2 separate regions of the Mus musculus genome follow, and region 2 is linked to region 1. A link is a contact called in public Hi-C data. All regions are on one chromosome and are shown on one strand. Each heading gives the region's core, a stretch centred on a gene start, on an enhancer-like site or on the middle of the called end of the contact. The rest is flanking DNA. Distances are from core to core; before and after follow the strand shown. Region 1 has its middle 26 kb from the start of Gm34466. Region 2 has its middle 39 kb from the start of Gmpr.

Region 1 (7,560 bases), core at 1,868-4,367:
TAAAGACTAGAAAGGTTCACCCCAGCAAACCATGCCAAAGCACAGGCCTAATTACAGGGAAGTGGTAATTTGCCTTCATCGCTTCATAAAATTATTTCCGTGTGTGTTGCACGCTGGGGGGGGGAGGGGGGGGGAGAAGGGGAGGCTTTTGAGTTTGTATCCCAGGTGAGGCAGGAAGTGGGAATTGAGATTTTTCTGCTTTAGATGAAACTAGAAGAAAAGGCCAGCAACTTAATGTCTGTGTGTGTGTGGAGGGGGAGAGGGGAAGAGGGAGAGAAAGGGGAGTGGGGGTGGGGAGAGGTGGGGGAAGGGGACTGGGCAAGCTTCCATCCCAGGACACTAAAAGAGACAAGTTGTGGTGAAAGCAGAGACAAGGGATGTAAAAGGAGCCCGCAAACGGCTTGAATGGCCCCAAGTTCATCTTCTGGTCATTATATATGATGTTGGTATCAGGATCAGGATGGGCTCTGAACCCAGTGACATCACACCTAGGTGACATCGACCTGCACATCTGTTGCCAAGGCAACCACCACCATATTCCCAGAATCCACTTGGCTCACCTCCCACCTTTACCTGCAAATGGCTATGTCACAATCCAAATAAAAGGAAGACCCCTCTGACCTACCCTCCCCCCCCTTCTCCCACTTCTCCTTCACCACCATCTCTGCTCTTTTCTCCTACAATAAACCTCACGTGGAACTGTTCGGTCTGGTATGGTCTGTCTGGAGCTGGGCTTCTAACACAACAACATACACTTCGGATTTAAATACATGAAGAACTGGGATGTGGGGCAAGAGGCAGGTGTGATTAAGAAGTCCTGGTCAGGGGCTGGAAGATGACTCAGTAGTTAAGAGCACTAGCTCCCCCTCCCCCTTGATGGTCTTGCAGAGGACCCAGCTCAGTTCTCAGCATCCATATCAGGTGACCCTCTCTCTGGCTTCCAAGGGCACCAGCATGCAGATGGTCCAGACACATAAATACAGGGTTGTTCTGGTTTGTTTATTTGTTTGCTTTCAAAAGTTCCACTCAAAGTGGTCTGCTTGATCCTCGCCTCAGGTCTAGTTCTACAAGGTGGCTAAAAATACTTATTGCTTGTAAGAAATAAAAGCTAATGGTCCATTTCCAAAAGTATGTTGAGGTTCAGCTTCAGATGGACAACACTGGGCCCCTGATAATACCTGCCAGTCCACCTACCCTCCCCCACCCCACCCCCAAGAAACCTAAAACTTTAAAGTAAAAAAAAAAAAAAAAAAGTATTCACAGCCAAGTTTGCCAAGTACCTGACGAGTTTTAAAATAAGCCACGATGAAACGGGGTGACCAAACCACACACAGTCTTTGTTAAGAAATAAGCGTAAATAGCTGAGGGAAAGGTAAGATGCAGAAGACGCCAAGCTTGTACCATCCCGATGACTGCAACCCCTTCCCTGCCCTCAACCAGCACACATGCCATGCTGGCCTGATGCCTGGCTATAAAGTTATACAATAGTTTGCCTCATTTCATCTACTCTGAGTGGTCACTATAAAGGAATGCCTTCGTCCCTGAGGTGGCTGGAACCTCAGAAACTTCTGCTTCAGGGCGTAATAGATAATTGCCCTCGTCTAGGAAGTGACCTGTCCCATAAGACTTGGCTGTTCCTGGAATCCGGAGTGAACGTCCATCTAGGACACCACTGGAGGTTTGTGCCTCTGGAGGAAGGATATTCAACGGGCACTGTAAGGATCTGACAGTAAGATGCCTCAATGACTCTTATCTTTGTGTCTTTGCCCTAGAAGGGTATAACTAGTTTTCAGAGAGCCACTCCCTGAATGATAAAGATTCCTACCTGAGGCTGGAGAGATGGTTCAGTGGTCAGAAGCCCCACGATGCTCTTACAGAGTATCTGAGTTCAAATCCCTGCTCCCACATTAGGCAGCTGACAGCTGCCCCCGATTTGGGGGAGGGTAGTATCTAATGAATCTGGCCTGTTCGGGTATCTGCACTCACATGGACACATACACGGGATTAAAAATAATAAATAATAAGAAACAAAAAAGGTTTCTGCTTGCAGAGGTAAGGAGGTGATCCCAGGTAAAGGAGGCAGATGCAAAAATAGGAGCAGAGAGAACAGGCTGTGTCATGTTTCATTTGGTGGCCCAAGTGAAGAGTCAGTTGGGTTTTTTTTTTTTTAATAATAATAATTAGAAACTGCCAGACGATTCCACACCCACACCCTTACAACCCCATCCCATTCCTAGATTAGTTTCAGAGACTATGACATATTAGAATTATTCAGATTTGTTAAGACTAATAACTTTAAAACAAGACAAACAAAAAATAAAAAATAAATAAAAAAATAAAGCAAAACAAGATCACTCATTGCTAGGCTAGGTAGATCCATGCTCTCTGACTCCGTGGGCCCAGGGTGGTGCCTGGGAATTTACGTTTCTAACAAGTTCTCAGGCAATGATAGGGTCAGGACCAGGTTTTCAGATCCAGGGAGCAGGAGCCCAGGCTGAACTTTAAAATCTCCACCCGCAGTTCTCTCTAAGAAGGCAGAGAGTCAGATCTAATTGGATGTAGCCTGAGCCAGGCACCTGGGATGTGGGGAGCTTCCGGGATGATTTCCGGGACTGAGAGCCACAGACATCCAGAAGTTTCCCTGGATGTGTGTGGTCCTCTCTCCTGCCAGTGCGGGAGCTGCGAAACATGGGCCGAGAAACAAGAGGCGTTATGGTGCTTCTCTAGATGCTAGCAACTCACTGTAAAAGCCAACCGGGAAGTAAAGAAAGAAGAAACTTGGACCTGCCGGGTATGGGAACTCCGGCTCACGGTGACCCAGTTTGCAATGCCGTGCTCCTGGGCAAAATCTCTCCCCTAGAGCTTTCTTTAATTATAAAATAATCAACTCAGTACTCTCTCCCTTCTTCAGCAGAGAGGCTCCTGTGTGGATTATAAGCCAGTGGAGAGGTACGGTGGCCCCTTTGGGACCCTCAGGATGTGGGAAGATAGCACTTGGCTGGAACTTCTCATTTATAAAGAGCTCTTCATCTTCACCCCCACTGTTCTCAAATCTCTTACAAAACAACAGGATTTACTGGAGCCTGACCTTATCCGCCCTCTGTCTGTGAGTTAACATTTGGTTTGGGTGTTCAGTGCTAATTAGAATTGCAAGGTCACTCACAAAGAGAACCTTTCTCCACCCCAGACTGACCAATTGCTTCTGAGTTCCCAGGGTACTGGGTATCGGGGCTTGGCATGTGGGGACTAGGGAGGTATTACCTGTAGTCTGGGTGAAGAACTGGCAGGCTTTAGATTAAATAATGTTGTGTGTAGTACAGTGTGCTGGTGCTTTCTGGAGATTTGGTAACCTCTGTGTCTATTACAACATTTGTGAGTGTCAGAGTGTGTGTGTGTGTGTGCGCGCACACACACACACACTCGCGCAATGGGCTCCCCTCTGGCACTTGTGATTTCAAGATTATTTTCATAGGACCGATGAAATAATTGTGACATGTCAAGCCCCATAGACACTGTGTCTTCAGCAGCCATATTGAGTGTGACCATATGAACATGCCTGGCCTTTGCACAATGTGACATGTGGCTTTGCCCTTGGCCGGATCTCCTGAACACTTCATAAGCAACCTCGGTGAGTGTGATTGGTTATTCTGGTGTGCAGGTAGACAACAGGTAGAAAAGAAAAGAAAAGAAAAGAAAAGAAAAGAAAAGACAAGACAAGACCTTGGCCACTTCCATGTCCATGCAGATTTATAAAACGCTTCTTCTAATTAGGTCAGAAATAAAGCTTCAGCCACGCCCACAAAATGGTGGGGGTGGGAGCATGTGGTGTAAGCCCTGTTGGTAGAGTGTCTGGTTCAACATGACTTCTAGCCCTACCTCCACATCAACACCCAGGTGTAGCAGTGTACCTGGGAGCTGGAGGTGGGGGAACCCGAAGTTCAGGGTCATCCTTGGCTACATTGAATTGGGGGCTAGCCTGGGATACTTGAGATTCTCTCTCAAAACAGATAGGTGGTAGACGATAGTCTCCAGGGATAATTCCATGAATCGTCGTTCATAATCTAGATTCCCATGGAATCTTGTAGAAAGCCTCAGCTTCAGCAACCTGTCTTCAATGTCAGAAATATTGCAGTACTGGTGAGAGTAAGACACTTGCCTCATTTATCTGCATAGTACTACACTGCATTCTATTGTTCAGAATAAGCTATAGATAGCAGAACTCAGCCCATTGACCCAGGCTCCAGATCCCAAGCAAAGCTCTCTCTCCCAGGGGCTTCTTTAATTGTAAAATAATTCTAACAGATTGCACAGAGAGGGCAGCCAAGGTAGAGGCAGACCTTTAAAAAGTGGGTTCCAACCCCTTGGAGGAGAATTCTCCAAGGCACAGAGAACAGCTGGCCAGTTGGTAAATAATATTAAGCAAATTGAAAGTGTCGGGGTTATATATAAATATAAAGATTTCTACGGAGAAAAAAATAATTGAATTTAATTATTGTCTACCTAACTGCAAAAAACAGTTATTTAAAGAACAGCAGCAGGTCAGTGAGGTCACTTATGTCTGTAGTCCCAGCACCCTAGAGGCTGAGGCAAGAGAATCTTAAGTTTGAAGTCATCCTAGACTAAATAGTGAGACTCTGCCTCAAGGAAGAAAGAAGGAATATATATTATATTATATTATATACATATATCCAATGAGCATATGTAATTACAAAGTGATGATGTCAAGTATATTTAATTCTATCTATGCACCTCTTATGTTATGCTGTGTTTTGTTTTCTTACTCTGGACTTAGGTTGTCAATATGGACAGTGAAGTCTAAGCCATGGCTTCCTTAGGAGGCCACTTGGCCTCTTTGAGTGTCTCAAATTCTCACACAGAGCAAAGAGGTTTTGGGATGGCTGAAGTCAAGTCGTGTTTAAGCTGAACAAGAGGAAAGTGGTGTCCACCGGGTGGCTTAGACCAGGACCACTGGGTTAGCTCTTTAGCCTACCTCTTAACAGCTCTGAGCTCTCCGGCAAATCATTATTAGCCTGCTGCTCAGTCTCCTATAGAGAACAGGAAAAAACAACTGCATCCACTCTGTTGGGTTGTTGAGATAGTTAAATGAGTGTTTCACCGGGTTTCCAGTTAGGTTTGGTACCTGCTGTGACACACTGGTGTTAATGATTAGTCACGCTTTCAGAATGATGTGAGAAAAGAGAAAAATCACAAAAAGCCTTGAAAACCATTTTTTTAAAACAGAGAAAATGGAAATCAGTTTTTCTTTTTTAAAGAAGATTTTCTTTTAAAATCATAAGTGTAAGTTCGCGTGTTTGTGCATGTGATTGCAATACCTATGGGGGCCAGAAGAGGGAATCCGATCTCTTGGAACCGGAATTAGCGGCTGTTGCAGACTGCCCTAACATAGCCGCTGAGACCTCACCTCAGTCCTCTGTAAAAACCATTGCTCCACCTCCAAAATCAGCTTTTAGATACCAGGACCTGACAAAAACTGAATTCCCGCAGAAAACTCCTGTAATGCAATATTTTCAGAACAGATTCTGGCTCATACGCCCATCTGGCTTCTCCACTTGTCCCCTCAGATCAACTAAACTAGTCTCTGGTATAAAGAAAACTGGTATAAAAAAAAAGAAAAATCACTAAGAATTAGCTGTTGTGGTGGTAGCAATGGCTACCCTTAATCTTGATAAGACAGTAAAGAAAAAAGAAAAACAACAAAGAATCAAAGAATTATTTGTAGAAATAAGTAAAACAGAAACCACATTTAATTCTGGGCAGAAGGAACTGGGGTGATCACCTTTTCCTTCCCCGACCTTGGCTCAGATGGACCCTGCGTCCTGATAAGAGTGATGGGTAGCAGCTTTCTCCCTGACTGAGTGCAACCTGCCCAGGAACTGTGGTTTTTCAAACTCCTGACAATTAACTATAGCCATAGTCAGTGAACCAGACAGTGGACCGGGCTCTGTCTTAACCACCTATCAAACTATATGAATAGAGAATAATAAAACCTGAAAGGTGTAGAGACTTGCTCCTGTGCCTTCAGTCCACCATATACAAGACCTGGAAGCAGATGTCCCCACAAGCCAACTGTGCCACGCCCCACCCCCCGTCCCTGCCCCCAGCGGCACAGACTCAACCTCAATGTTACACAAGCAGACACTTGACTTAGTGCCAGGCACCGTGTAGGCAGCTCCTTAAGCTGAGTAATGAGACCGGGTTTATTGGGAGCCTTTAATTACCAGTCTAATGTACAAACACATTTCTCTCAGGAGACGCTCACACAAAGCGCAGGCTTTGTTCAGAGAGGAAAGCAAGCTGCCGCTGCTTCCTGGCAGAGAAGACGTAGATCCAGGGTGATAGTTCTATAGACTGGTGAAACTCAGCCTGCTCCTGCCTGAGTTCACTCCCATTCTTGCTCTCACCCAAGAAGTCATAACTGAGTCGCTGACTGTCTGCAGGGTGGCTGTTGCCTCATTTCACCTTTATCTGCCCGGATGATGGAAGTAATTGAACACTCGGCAAGATACCGGGAGATTTACAGAGCAAGATTGGCCTATGAGATGGCTCAGAGGATAACGGTGCCTGTCACCAACCCTGTCGTCCTCATTCAATCCCTGGGACCCACACGGTGAGAACAGTCTCCTCCAAGTTGTCCTCTGACCTAAATTTGTGCATAGGTGCATATACATGCACCCACACACATGTACATGCACCCACACACATGTACACACACACACATGAATTAAAAAAAGTTATAAGAATAAAAATATGTACAAAGCAAAAAGAGTAAGGATTCATCACATTGGGGGTCCATGAGTTTAACACGGAAAGTGGAAATAGACCAATCAACAGAGCACAGCTCTGTCCACCTTGACATCAGTGAGGAGGGGCAGAATTGTCATACTAGAAGTGGTTAACATGGACCAGATACCATTTGCAGACCCTGAGTTAGCCTTCCTCCTGATGTGTCCTTTAAAGACATTTAAAGAGCCACTGGATGGGAGCCGTTTATCATCTCTCTCCTCCAACAATGACTTCCCTACCTTACTTGGTGAGCGCAGCAGCTGGACTCTAACCCTCAGGCAGGTTTCACCCCGAGGCCATGCTGTTTATAGCTTCTTGATATTTACACAGCGGTTCTCTGACAAACTTTGCCTGGGCGGGTTGAGTGGACAAGATGTCAGAACATGGTCCATGAAAGAACCTGTGTGAGGAGATTGCTGAGACCCTGTGAGAAAAGTAGCCAAGATGAGAGTCTTGTAAACTGAGTCGTCCACGACACAGCTTGTTCTTAGAATGTGCTAGTGTGCTTCCCAGGTGTAGAAAATAGGAGTAAGTTCACTTCAGATTATTCAATACAGCTGGCTATTGTTATTTGTTTATATGCCTGCTGGGAACCCATGTCCCTGTGATTGTATACTTTCTTCAGGTTACTCTTCTTAACCTGAGGAGTATAAATTGTCTGATGCTCTGAATAAAGTTGGCAAGTGAGCGAGATGTTAGCTCACCTTAGTTTTAGGCCCCCTTTCCCAGGTTCCTGCTACCAACTAGATCAGTAAA
Region 2 (7,560 bases), core at 1,341-3,840, 230 kb before region 1:
TTATTAGTGAGAGTGCAAATGAAGTCAGCCCAGGTATGGTGCTGCCTTCCTGCAATCTATATGCTCAGCAGGCTGAGGCAGGAGAATTGTACTATTGATGACTATAACTAAAGTGCTGCACAGCAGATTTGGGGAGCGTTTTCAGTTTTGACAACTTTCACTGGTGTTCCCCTCCCAGGCCCTGCCAAGCACCTTCCGTTCCCTGATTCTATGCATTGGATTATTTTAGCTACTTCATATAAAAGTATCACACATCTGCCACTTGTCTATTTCATATACTGCATTAACCTAAGGCTCATCCAGATTACTTTATATTGGACAATTTTCTACTTCTCCCTACTTTACAAAGGTTGAATGGTGTTCCAATATGTGTGTGTGCGTGTATATGTATGCATGTGTGTATGTGTGTATATGTATGTGTATGAACATGTGTATGTGTGGATATGTATGTGTATGCATGTGTGTATGTGTCTGTAATATATGCATATGTATGTGTCTGTATGTATGCATATGTGTGTATGCATGTGTATATGTATGCATGTATGAATGTATGCATGTGTATGTGTGTGTATGTATGTGTATGCATATGTTGTATCTGTCTGTATGCATAACCGTGTATGCATGTGTGTATGTATGTGTGCATGCATTATGTATGCTAGTGTGCATATCTGTGTATTATGTATGTATGCATGCGTATATGTATGCATGTGTATATGTGTGTATGTATGTGTAAACCCTGTATCTCAAATTAAATCTCTGCATGTGTTATCATATATCCTTTTGTTTGGTTTTCCCCAGAGAACACTAGCTCTGAGCTAAACCATTCAGCAAAAGTTTTCCTGTCCTTACCCTTCTTCCCACACCCCTCCTGCCCCTCATCTTACCCTTCTCTCCACACCCCTCCTGCCCCTCATCTTACCCTTCTCTCCAGATCCCTCCTGCCCCTCATCTTACCCTTCTCTCCAGATCCCTCCTGCCCCTCATCTTACCCTTCTCTCCAGATCCCTCCTGCCCCTCATCTTACCCTTCTCTCCAGATCCCTCCTGCCCCTCATCTTACCCTTCTCTCCAGATCCCTCCTGCCCCTCATCTTACCCTTCTCTCCAGATCCCTCCTGCCCCTCATCTTACCCTTCTCTCCAAATCCCTCCTGCCCCTCATCTTACCCTTCTCTGCAGATCCCTCCTGCCCCTCATCTTACCCTTCTCTCCACATCCCTCCTGCCCCTCATCTCTTGTTTCCCAAGCTGTCTTAAAAGCACTTCATATGAATTAAGACTGTTACCTCATGGTTTCCCTGAAACGCTATGAACTATGGACTTTTGTTTTCCCATTTACAAATGAAGGAACTGGTTTGTCTCTCAGTTTGGTGGTGCATGCCTGAGGCAGGAGGATAGCTGTGAGTTTTTAGGCCAGTATGAGTTACATAGTGACAGCCCATCTTAGACAATCAAACCAAAACAAAGAAAACAAGGAAAGAGTAGTGGGGGAAATGCAAGGAAGGAGAGGAAGAAGGGGAACGAGGATTTGGGGACCATAGTTGGGTAACTCTTAAAGAGACAGAGTTAGCAGGGTAGATTGGCACTTAAAACCAAATGGCCTGAGCCCCTTATGCTAGGTGTCACAAGTTCTGTCTCAGCACCCATAACACTTGGCCAGTTCTCTGGAAAGTTCCATGATCTTTGCTCAGTGACTTCTGCCAGTCTTCGGTTTCAGGGAGAGCAGCTACCCAGCAGCTCCTGAACACACATAGCCCGGGGTGCCTGGTTCCCCCTATCTGCATCTTCAAAGCTACTTAGAGAAACCGAGGTAAGATCCTCTGAGACAGACAGACAAGTATTTGTCCTCTTCCCACCAGAGAGGTTCAGATAGGCACAACCCCTCCCATCCTGGTTGGCTTTAGAGTCAATGCTTGGTTTCTGGGGTTGAATTTCTGTGCCAGACTCTCCAGAAAAGTTGTGTGGACAGATTAACCCTGAGGTGCTGGGCGGGGTGCTGCGGCAGACTGCTGTGTTTATTTTAATTAGATTCTAGCAGCTGCTGAGGGCGGGCAGGGCAGTGTGGTTGTCCTGTGGCTGCCCTGGCCTGCTGGCCCAGGAATCTGGACAGCATCGCAGCCCTTTGCACAGGTTCTGTGGGTGCCCGAAAGGGGCTGGCAGTCCAGTTTGGGAATTACAGGAGCCAATGGGAAAGCTTACTTTGTGACCATGCCTGACCAGCCAATGAAATAGTCCAGTTTGGTCGACCAGCTTGGATTCTGGGTAGCAACGATCCAGGATCTCTGGTGACACCATGGCGTCTCTGAGGCAGTTTATTTTGGGCGTCACGGCTGTTACCCAAAGTCAGGAGTAATGTGTTTCATTTGCAGCCATCTAAACCCCCCAACCACAGGCATGTTTTCTTCCAGGGCAGAGGGCAAATGCAATTACATCTGTGACCAATTTGCACAGCTGGGTGCTCAGTCTCCTGACAGAAACATTTATTTGAGATTCAGGGGAGCTGGGTCACCAGGCAGGAAGCAAGGTCCAGTAAGCACTGTGCTGGCCAATCTATGAATGCTTGCTAGCCCGCGGAACAAAGCAACAGAAACCGTCACATCAACTCCAGCTTTTCATGGCTAAGAATGGGGTCTCCTACACACGAGGAGAGATTTAAAGGCACAGACAACGGTGAGAAGTTTGCAAACAAGCAGCAGTTGTTATGAGCCTGGCGCAGGCCCAGAGAGCACATTAGCACACAGAGGCAGTTGGAAGGCGCAGCTGCCCCTTTGACCCGTGGCGTGGTGGCCAAGTCTTCCCACCCTGGGGCATTTTTCAGTATCATGCAAGAGCTCTTTGAGCTCATCCACTTTTGAAGGAACCAGGGTCGGGTTGAGGTAGAGTGAGATGGTGTCTCTCCCAAATCAAAAGAGAAAAAAAAGAAAAAAAAATTAAGTCAAAAGTAAAAGGCCATTTGTCTTCTTAAAAAGTATGAGTCTGTCCAATTAAAATTTATACACACATATATTAAATGTATAATTTAAGAAGCTTATCGCGTGAGATTTTTTTTATCCTCCCTCACTTCGTGAGAATTCCCCAGAGGGCCTAATAACTGCTGAGAACTTGTTTACTGTGAAGTATGAGTTTGGTATGGTGAATAATTTCAAAGGGGGATGGAAATCATATCAGAGTTTTCGAGCAAAAATTCAGCATCGGTAAGAATGTTTTCATAGTTGTTGCTATTGCTGGTGGTTTATGTTGAGATAGGCTTTCACTGCGTAGCCCCGGTTGGCCTTGGCTCCTGATCCCCTTGCCTGTAGCTCACCACACCTGGCTTAATTTGCCTTAACAGAGACACACGGTAGCCACAGACATGATACTGCACCCCCACACTTACTTGCCACTCTTCAGTTAAAGCTCCCACCATCTGCAGAGGTCAGAGGACCCCCCCCCCAACAAGTTCAAAGGTAAGTTCCAGGTCAGGCAAAAACAAAACAAAAAAGCAGAAGTTCCTCACTTTATATGGTGCCTTAGGAAAAGACTAGTAATTGCATGCATTCTTAAAAATAAACAAAAAACACAACACAGGGATTATTTTAATTTTATTTATGTGTACCAGTGTGTCTGTGTGTGTGACCAGAAAGCACGGTGTCCTTGGACGTTAGAAGAGGACCTTGCATTTCCTGGCAATGGCTTTGCCGGAGGCTTCGAGGTACCCTGAGTGGTTGGTGGGGCCCATGCTCTGGTTCTCCGTCTCACCAGCCCATCTCAACTGAGTTCTGTGTTCACAGGCTAAGCTAATCCTTGGAGACTGCACCCTCATGCCAATGCTACAGATGTTTCATCTAGGAACAAGGCCTCAGGGTGAAGCTGTGTTTACCAACAGGCAAGCTTTCTGCCATGCCAAGGAAAGACCAGGTGGGGTCTTCCGCAAACCAAGAAAAAGACTGAACTGTGCACGTTCATTGGGGGCCCTGGGTGTGGGGTCCCGCAAACATCGCTGCCCCATCATGACTCCACATGCTAGACTGAGCCTGGCCAAAGTTTTTTAAAAGAGGAATTAGAATGCAAATATTCACAATTTGACAGATAAAGTCAAAAGTAGTTCATATCAAATTCCCAATGGGCATCTTGGCAGAAATTGAGACAATAATCCAAAACTAATATCAAATGTAACAGATTTTATATATATAATATATACATATATATCATATATATATACATATATATATATATATACATACACATATATATATATAAAATGACAAAGTTGGTTGAGTCTCACTTCCCACATTTAACCCTTGCCTCGTAAGTAGATGACACAGTGGGTGCTATATGAAGACAGACGCCACAAAGAAGATGAGAATATAAGCCAATAAGGTAAGGAAGCTTGGCAAAGGAAATATCCGATGAGGGACTTGAATCTCGACTACATGAAGAACTATTGCAATCCAACACTCCAAACATGGAGAACAGAAATGAGCAAAAACACAGAAGATGCGTGAGTGGCTGGGAAGCACTTGTGAAAATGTCACCATCATTCGTCATCAGAGCGTGGACAGCAAAACCTCAGTTAGATACCATTCCATACCCATTAGGGTGGCGGCTAGAGGGTTTTTTTTTTTTTCTCAAATAATAACAAATGTCAAGAAGAGAATGGACACCTTGGTGCTTTGGGGCACTGATTATTGCAATGATGGGCCCATAAGGCTGTTCTGGAGAGCTGCCTGCTGATACTAAGTATCAGTTTATGAGCACAGAACAGCTATCCTTCTTGCTCTTCATTTATATACTTTTTATACTTTCAAAAATAGGCTGTATACTTTTTTTGTTAATTTATCCCTGAGTATTTTCTTCTCTTAAGTGCTATCTTAAGAATAACTTTCCCAAATTTTAATTTTATTTTATTTAGAAAACATTTATTACACTCATTGATGTGTGTGTTGGAGGAGTGACATATCAGAGGATAACTAGAGGCAGCCGGTTCCTTCCACCAGGTGGGTGCTAGAATCCACCCACCCTCCTGCTTTTTCTGCTGAGCCATCTCAGTAGGCCCTAATGTCATTTCAGCGTATTCATTGCTACTGCATAGAAACACATTGATTTCTGTGGATTGATCTTTTATCCGGCAACCGTGCTAAATACCTGTTAGTTTTAACGGTTTTTAGTGGATGTGTCAGAACTTATTTTTGTAATACAAGATTCTACCATCTGGAACTATAGGGTAACCTCTCCCTCTCTAACCGGACTATGCTGACCTCACGCTTGCTAGTTACCTCACTGAAGACCGTTCAAATGGCAGCTGCAAGAAAGCTGGGTTTTCAGTTCAGCCCTCACTGAGTTGGAGGTTCCAGCTCCTTGAACCAGCCAGCTAGTGCTTAACATTCATCGTGCCACCCAAATCAGGAGAAAACAGACTTCCCAGGACATATTTCAGCAGAGCAGAGCAACTCTTAGGAACTGGGGACGAATCAAGGATGTGTTTAGTTAATTAAAACAAGTGTGTCTGTCCATCTGTCTATCTGTCTGCCTGTCTGTCTGACTGACTGTCTTTCTCAAATATTGGACATCATACCCAGGTAGAACTGCAGCCAGGACTGAACAACTTTCCAGCACCTTAATGCCATCCACACCAGCCATATATACTGGCAGGGTATACTGGCAGGGTATACTGGAAGAGAAACCACTGCTTTTTTTCTGTCTACCAATTCAAGAAGCTGTTTTATTTTCATGCACGGAAAGTTCTATAATCCATTCTAATTAATGAGGACAGTCCCGGCTCTGGCATGTTCTCCAGTTACTTCGAAGCATTCCCGTGCCTCTGGCACATCTTAACATCTCGGGTAGGAAAGACCTCCAAAGAGATCTGTGAGTTTGCACTTGTTTGTGGTCACTGCTGTGTGGTGGAAACACGACACCCCAGACGTCAAGCAAGATGAAATAAACTTCTTGGTCCAGGGGTAAACTGGGCAGAGTGAGCTTTGTGTGGGAGCCCGCAAAGGTGGGAAGTGCCATTCAAAGGTTGCCAGAGCCCGAGAATAAACTTGCCTTGATGAAGTTTCTGGACCTGCTCCAGTGCCCCGAAAGATCCATGCCCAACCTCCCTGAAGTGCACCATTGAGAAAACGCCTTGAGAATAGGTTGACTGGCACGGGCACAACATGGAAAGAATGGCTTTAATGAGCCAAAAAAATGTGGTTTCAAATGCCCCTGCCTCCTAGTGTCACTGCCAGCCTTTGCCAACAGAAGCAAAATCTCTTGGTCACTGGTGCAAACTCCGAGAGACGCCGAGCAAGCCTGTATAAACTTCAAGCCAGTAGGATGCGTTCACATGCAAGCCCATGCGTTCACATGCAAGCCGAGAAGGTTCGCTCTTCGTGAGGACAGACATGTCTGAGCTGATGGAGAGTTGTTTGTCTGGCCTTGAATACCAGCTGGCATGCTGACGGAGCCCCAAGGTCTCCAGCAGGGAGAGGTTTTTTGGTGGGGACTTGTTCTTGGCTCCTGGTAATGGGGTGGGGTAGGGCTAGTTATTCATAGGTGGATTATCCAGTCCAAGGATTCGCTGGCTTTGGGCCTGTTCTCCTGTTTAAAGGTTTCCTGACTGTTAATGCTCAGAAGAGAGTAGAAAACAAGAATTAAAACCATCTTGCCACACGCTAGTCATGTCTGAATGCTATTAGCTCATCGTAAGAGAACAAGGTGTGGTTAAAGTCGAATCTGGATTTTGTAGGAGGGCTTTCCTTCTGTGTTGTTTGTTCCCTGGCTGGGGTGTCTTGGGCCTCTCTTGGGGGGGGGGGTGTCTCCTATAGCTTTACTGGGAAAAGCCATACAGAAGGCAGTGCTATACCCGCACCCAAAGTTTCATACATTCGTGCAATGTACATCCACCCACTACCTGATTCAATTCCCTCTAGTTGACCCACCCACCTCCTCCAAACTGCATGTCCATCCATATATATATATATATATATATATATGTATATATATATATATATATACACACACACATACATATACATAAATACATACACACACACACACACACACACACACGCGCGCGTGCGCGTGTGTGTGTGTGTGTGTGTGTGTGTGTGTGTGTGTGTTTGAGACAGTCTCTCTGTGTTACAGTCCTGGTTGTTCTGAAACTTAATATGTAGACCAGGCGAGCCCCAAACTCATAGAGATCTGCCTGCTTCTCTGCCTCCTGAGTGCTGACATTAAAGGCATGGTCCACCATGCCCGGCTCTATTAACCATATTTAATATATAATTAAAGATGAATATAAAATAATATATAAAATATATTATATACTTATATGATTAAAATAATAGATGTTTAAAATTATGTTTAATTTTATATTTTGTTATCAATAACTCCAACTCCAATTAGTGACACCCATATGTACATGGATGTGTGCCCACCCACTGGGGCATGAGCAGTTGGTCATGTCAACTGTCCATGGCTCCTCCGAGGGGGGCACGGGGCGGGGAGGCTCAGGCCTCTCCCATATCCAGGCTGGAATTTTTACTGGCTTGATCTTGTGCACACAGCCGTACTTTTTGAGACAGGGATTTCTCAATGA

Evidence for each region. A called contact is a pair of places that touch in the nucleus more often than the background predicts.
Region 2: a contact with region 1 is called in a Hi-C map of nephron progenitors, with 4 times the contacts expected there. The contact joins two enhancer-like sites. A contact is called at or near these places in 3 of 15 datasets of contacts at CTCF or cohesin (the NIH/3T3 cell line, large pre-B cells and pro-B cells), 22 of 484 Hi-C or Micro-C datasets (bone marrow-derived macrophages, cerebral cortex, embryonic stem cells and 4 more), 2 of 115 datasets of contacts at active chromatin or transcription factors (embryonic stem cells and large pre-B cells) and 3 of 9 other capture datasets (embryonic stem cells, embryonic tail and embryonic trunk).

Annotation. Positions count from the first base shown.
Region 1 is chr13:45,238,003-45,245,562 of GRCm38.p6, reverse strand. No RefSeq gene overlaps it. Among named protein-coding and RNA genes, the nearest start is that of Gm34466, 26 kb to the left of the region's middle. Within about 2 kb of position 3,117, at least 12 of the 459 cell types and tissues checked have an H3K27ac peak or open chromatin away from gene starts, as enhancers often do. A contact at or near this core is called in muscle stem cells and nephron progenitors, where this site is marked.
Region 2 is chr13:45,464,716-45,472,275 of GRCm38.p6, reverse strand. No RefSeq gene overlaps it. Among named protein-coding and RNA genes, the nearest start is that of Gmpr, 39 kb to the left of the region's middle. Within about 2 kb of position 2,590, at least 100 of the 459 cell types and tissues checked have an H3K27ac peak or open chromatin away from gene starts, as enhancers often do. A contact at or near this core is called in muscle stem cells and nephron progenitors, where this site is marked.